Regions from separate parts of the Zea mays genome. Here region 1 is linked to region 2. The links are chromatin contacts, called in public Hi-C maps. All regions are on one chromosome and are shown on one strand. The core of a region is the stretch at or near the end of the contact, and the rest is flanking DNA. Distances in the headings are between cores, read along the strand shown.

Region 1 (3,237 bases), core at 516-3,015, 300 kb before region 2:
GCAACAGCAGCTTAACAAATCCTGCGTTCTGACAAAACTACCGGCCGGCCTGCATGCATGCAGAGCTCGTCGACCAGCTAGCTGCAGCAGGGGTGACTGGGTGAGCAGTGAGCACGGTGGTTTCAAATGCCCGAGTTTTCTTCGCAGAAACTCACAAGCCGGCATCGAACATCAGCAACTGCCACGCGTCCACACCGGCCGGAACACAGCAGAGCGTGAGAACGCGATGCGACACCGTGCGGTGCACAGATCAATATTAGGCTGTGACAGTAGTGACGCCGGCAAGGCAAGGCAAGCGCGCTGGAACGGAAACGCTGTGGTAGTCGTCGTCGGACTGACGCCGATGGGCATGCGTGCATTGCGTCGCACAGATCATTAGGTTATTGAGGGGGGATGCGAACGGATACCTTGCTTGCGGGGTGCGAGCTCGCAAAGGCAAGCTTTAAAGCGCAAAGCAAACGACATTTGAATCCGGAAGAGGAAGAAGAGGCGACAGGGAGAGATGCTTCGGCTCTGCTATATCTGTCTCTTGTTTGCTCCCACACATGCCCCCCTTTCGAACCATGGCCATGGCCGGCCGGCTGGACCCACAAAAACATGCTTTTGAACAGTCCCAAGAAGAAGAAAAAAAATCTCACCCATAACGCCCGCCGCCATACATACGTACTGTACTCCGTACTACGTACATAGACTAGGAATCCGTTTTCGCCGTACGTACTTTTTGGAACTACGGCGCATATCTCAATGTCGCCGCCGCCGACGACGGTCGAAGCAGCGATCCGGTCAAGACGCATGGGCCCAGTTGGAGTGCGCTTTTTTCGGTCGGTTTTCTCGTCTCTGGCCTTTCCTCACTGGGACCGAAATATTCCACGTGGCCGGAGTGGTGTCGTCCTGGCTACGCATCACCACAATCCAAGCCACGTCACTCTGCCTTTCCGGCTAGGCGGCTAGCGTATTTGCTCAAACTGACATTCTGCCGTCTCGTAACGGTGACGCATCAAGTATTCTGATCCACTAGAGAGAGCTACTACAGTACCTCTCTTTATCCTACTAAGTAGCTAGAATATACATTTTTTTCTCTCTCTAAAAAAATTCCATGACATATTAAGAGCATAAACAAATGTTATGTATATCACTGTCATTTTTTTGTAACAAAATAAATGAAGAAATAAATTGGACCAGCACGCCACGCACACGCGCGCACAGCCGATCAATAGCCACTGGCCTGTGGATGGTGAGCAGCCAGCCAGCCAGTAGCGTAGGGGTAGGCTGGTGAAGTGAAGGGATGGATCATGGATGGCCGCCGAACCAGGACGGAGACGGACGGGCCCGGCCGACGACAACCGCGCACGCCTCGGGATGCGAACTGGCGGCGGGGGCCGCGCGGGCCTCAAGGAACCCAGCTGCGGGGACCGCCGGCAGCGCGGAAGCCGACGCGACGAGCTAGGCCGCCCGCCTTTCACTCTTCCGGCCTCCGTCTCTCTCTCTCTCCTCCCATCCTCTCCTCTCCTAGTCTCCCCTCCTGCCGGACGTGTCTCCACTGTCCACTCACCGCGCTCCAGTCCGCCACGCTGCCGGGCGCTGCTGGCCCCGACACCGTGGGCCAGCCCCGGCCCGTGGTGCGCGGAGCCCAGCAACATGCACGCAGCCACGCACCGGCACCGCCCGGCACGCTGCTGCCTGCTGCTGCCGCCTGCTAGCGCTTCTGTCGTACCAGTACTACTGCTGCGTTCCTCAGTTCCTTCCTCGCTCTCGATCTATCACCAAAACCCGCCTGCTAATCACTCCGGTGTGGGAGTTGGGGTTGGGTTCGGGCGCGCAACTTTTCCTCCCCTTCTTATTCACATCTCCTCACCAGCAGCCGCCGGCACCACCATCCATCCATCCATCCTCTCTTCTTCCTCTGCAAATCGATCGCCCGGCCTTCCGGTTTGTTTGCCGCTGCAAATCGATCGCGCGTCGCTCGATCGGTGCATCTATCGTCTCCTCCGACGTACCGTCCTCGCTGCGTACCTTCCAGTTCGTCGATCGACAACAAGGCAGGCACCAGCGGCAAGAAGGAATTTCAGTTAGTGCTCTATAATATGATCAGGTAGGGTAATCAATCAAGTAGTAGCTACTAGCTACCAGCTGTGTGTTTATACGTATTTCTTTTGGTGTGTGTCGTAGCTAGGTTTTGCGTGTTTGCTCGTTGATCTGTTTGGCAGCAGAGAAGTAGAACACACCTTGATCGTCGCTGCTCGTTGCTAGGTCGTAGTCAGATCATATTGCTGCTGGTGATCGACCGACGATGATGGCCGGGGCACCGCCGACGATGCACATCTGCATGGACTCCGACTGGCTCAAGGTACGTATATACCGTGACCACATACCTGGGTTCTTGTACTAACATATATAATTCCTTTCTGGCAGCTCACTAGCTCCTCTCTTTGTTGATCTCTGCGCTATATATCTCTTTAATTATCTGTTGTTTTTTTGTCATAACGTACTACTAAGTTGTATGTCTCTGCTCTCTCTACAATAATGGTTGTTTATTAGTGTAGACTTAATCTGATCAAAGGCAGTGAGATCGTAATAATAACCTTTATGAAACTACTATGATCGATCACAGGAGATATCCAATTAATAGGTCCACAAGGATCGTTATATCTTACTTAAACCAACAAAGAAACTAACCGATGAAACTCTGGAAGGATTATTGCTCACAAATATGTCGAAAAACACAAAGGAAACAACCACATAAACAGTATAATAAAGTGTACTGCACCTGCACTACCGTCAGATTCTTACCCATATATTAATTGCAAGCAAAAGCAACAAGAGAGATAAAGAGAGATCTGAACAAGTACATCTGATCTACATGGCTTTAACTTTAGAACACTGCAAAAGCCGTGTATATCGATCTCTTTGACTGTCGACATAACACGTGAAAAGAACAACGTGAATAAATATACTTGTCGATATTTTACCATAATTTTATTAGGGAAAACACTATTTTTTGTTAATGATAACTAGTAAGTAATAAGCACATATATGTATGAACGGTAGACGATGTTCTTATCATGTTATGTGTTTTCAAGCTTAATTAGACCAGATGTTACCTAGCAGCACGATGAGACCATTCTTCAAATACATGATGGCGCCATGGCGGACATGATGAACGAGCACAAGATTTTATGTAATCTCACTGACAATTCTATCTAGTACGAGTTTATAGGAAGTGCCTGCATAATGCAT
Region 2 (3,102 bases), core at 28-2,527:
ATTCCATTATCAATTGCCTTGTTATTCGTGCTTTTTTTCTAGGTTTATCCTTGCTTGGTAAAGATGACAGATTCAAACCATCTTTCTGGTGACCTTACCTGTTACTGTGGGAAGCCGACGTGGCAACGTGTGGTGAGTCACTGGTGCCCGGCCAGCACAGATAAGATCGAGCAGCTGTCGCCTCCCCTCTCGTCCTTCTGCAGCATCAGGGAAATCTCAGAATGGCGCATCTCACTGCCAGCACACGCACAGCTAGAACCCGAGCAGGCTGTTCATACTCTCGTTGGCCATTCGTGACTCCTGAGTAGTGCTATGAATTGGGCCAGATCGACCTGGTCCGAGTATATCGTGCTTCGTATTAAACAAGTTCAGGCCAAAAAATCTAAAAACTTTTGGACCATTTTGTGCCAGACTGAAATGTAAAACAGTGGCCAGTCCGATCCTAAACCACATATTGTGTCTTCGTTGGGTCGTGCCGGCTCAAACTCGACCCATATATTTAACCACATAAAATCAAAATACAACAACAACATAAAGTCCATAATATACTAAATTAAAGATATTAAACAATCCTAACATAATTCGGTCCTATAAAGGCTAAATATCACAACAATATAAAGTTTGTAGCTTACTAAATTATAAAATTAAAAAGTATGAGCTTCACTGGGTCGTGTCGATCCATTTGTGTGGTCTGTGTCGAGGACCCGTTGGGCCAGAATTTTAGACTCAGCCTAGATCCGTCTTTAGGTTGTGTTAGCTTGGTATATATTATTTCTTGTCGGATCGTGATTTGAGCTTTTGTTTTTAGGGCGTGCTCGTGCTGACTTAAAATACCTGGTTCATATTCCGAGCACTACTCGTAGGTCATACCTTCATTCGGAACGCGTGAATTTTGAAGATGTTATGCATGAATTAATTACTAGTAGATGCTAAAAAGCTGACTTTTTCGTAGATCATCGGTCTTGGGTGCTCGTTTCTGATGCCCTGCTGCGTTGCAGTTTAAGTTTACGCGTAGCTGAGAAGGCCCCCCGGCCCGGCACCGGCAAACTGGGGTCCTACGATATGCCAGCTCAAAAACACACTCCCCCACACCACTGTGTCGAAACCCTACCTCACATGATCGCACTCGCACCTCTAAAGGGAGAGCCAAATCCAATCTGCCATGGCCAAGTACCATCGCCCCAAGCAAAGGGCGCTGGGCACCCCATATCTACCCACCAGCCGTTCTCCCTATATATATTGATTGGGAAATTGGGCATAGAACCGGGATCGAAAGGGACACGCAAGCTTCACCCACACAAGGCCACAAGATCCTCCCTACGCCACACGCTCCTCCTACATAGTAATTGCTAACCGCGCTGCGTTGATTCACTCGTCGGTGGCTCAGAGACCTGCACCAAAACAGCCGAGGCAAAGCTTGCCCCGAGTCCTCGTGTTTTTTCCCCCTTTCTCCCCCTTAGTCTTAGGACTCGGCGTTTTGATCCCGCCTCTGGGGTCGCTGGCAATGGCGCGATGCCGGGGGACCGCCGAGAGCCTCTGCCAGGGGCGGCTCGACCTCGACGACGACAAGTTCGGCGCAATGTGCACCACCGCGTTCGGCTGCCTCCAGGAGTGGCCGGACCTGGGCGCCATGTGCGGCGCGAACCTCGGCGTGCCTGCCATGGCCGGCAACGGCAACGAGTCCTCTTGCAGCGGCAGCGGCGGCTCCAGGAAGAGGAAACCGGACGCGTACGACGGCCTCGATGCCACGGTGAGAGGTTCAGGCATGGGCGGTGCTGGTTGCCGGAGCAACGCTTTCTGCTGGATTGTCAAGTCTTTGACTGACAGTTGTGTTAAAAAAATTGAAATTAGCAGGGTGGTGCAAACGACATGAGCAAGAGACCCAGAGGGAAGCGGCTGTCTGGCATCTCTGAGATCGTGGCGCCAGGGAAAGGGAAGCAGGAGCGGCCAAAGGCAGGCACAAAGAAAAAGGCCGAGGCTGCATCGGCGGCGGCGGCGGCTGCTGCTGCCGGCCATAAGACCGACTACATCCACGTCCGGGCCCGCCGCGGCCAGGCCACGGACAGCCACAGCCTCGCCGAGCGGGTAATATTAACAGCTGAGTTACTGGGCAAACATCTTTGCGCGCGTGCCCCATGGTCCATGCTGCTCGTGGGCACCGATAGATCGACCCGACCTGCGGCGTGCATTAGAGCTCATGGCCGAACGAACTGACGTACAGGTGAGGAGGGAGAGGATCAGCGAGCGGATGCGGTACCTGCAGGAGCTGGTGCCCGGGTGCAGCAAGGTCACGGGCAAGGCCGGCATGCTTGACGAGATCATCAACTACGTGCAGTCCCTGCAGAAGCAAGTCGAGGTACCGACCGACCGGCCTGTCTGCCTGCCTGCTTCATCTTCTCCGCTTCTTCCGGCTTGATAAGCTAGTGTCGTTGGGCAATCGCTCACGGCTCACCGGAGTGTCTCCCTCCCCTGCTTGCAGTTCCTGTCCATGAAGATCGCCGCTTCCAACCCGGTGGTGAGCTTCGACATCGTCGAGGACCTCTTCGGCCGGCAGCTGAAGCAGTCACGACGCAGCCCGGCGGCAGCCCTGCCCGCGATGGCTCTGCCGGCCGGCCAGCTGGAGCCGTCCTGCCTTCAGATGAGCCACATGCCGCAGATGCATCCATCTGCAGCGGCAAACTCCACCGGATTTGGGCTGGACATGGTCGTCAACAACCCGTACGCGCCCGCCGGCGCGAGCTGCCCTGTGTCGGCTGCCGCGTCGGTATCGGTGGCGGCCGGACCGTCGACGACCGAGCCGTGCCTCAACGTATGTTAGCTGCAAATCGGTTGTCCTCGAGTCCTACCCTCCCGTGCTGAAGCCTGAACTGAACCGAGTGCCTTGTGCTTTCTGCAGGTGAATGGAACTGCTGCCTGGGACATTGGCTCCCGGAATTTGTTCAGCGGATTTGTTGCACAGTTTCAGTCAGTAGAAAGTGAGTAGCTGCTTCCTGAAGACCAAGCCAGCAGTCACTTGGCCTCATGTGAAATGAAAAAAAACACAGTAGTGGTTAGATCAGGGCAAAATAAACCCCTACGGCCCAACCTGAACATGTTTAAAGT

What was found. Hi-C and Micro-C count contacts between places; a contact is called where the count stands out from the background.
Region 1: a contact with region 2 is called in a Hi-C map of leaf, with 3 times the contacts expected there. The contact joins the promoter of LOC100193142 here to the promoter of LOC100273484 in region 2. A contact is called at or near these places in 2 of 25 Hi-C or Micro-C datasets (both in leaf).

What each region holds. Positions count from the first base shown.
Region 1 is chr4:165,438,867-165,442,103 of Zm-B73-REFERENCE-NAM-5.0, reverse strand. It overlaps LOC100193142 (Dof zinc finger protein DOF2.1), which reads left to right and starts at 1,765. Exons shown (of 3, transcript NM_001138300.1): 1 at 1,765-2,092; 2 at 2,251-2,347. The coding sequence starts at 2,291.
Region 2 is chr4:165,134,150-165,137,251 of Zm-B73-REFERENCE-NAM-5.0, reverse strand. LOC100273484 reads left to right here and starts at 1,277. Exons shown (of 5, transcript NM_001147921.1): 1 at 1,277-1,750; 2 at 1,855-2,085; 3 at 2,222-2,356; 4 at 2,480-2,809; 5 at 2,897-3,102. The coding sequence starts at 1,505. The coding sequence ends at 2,983.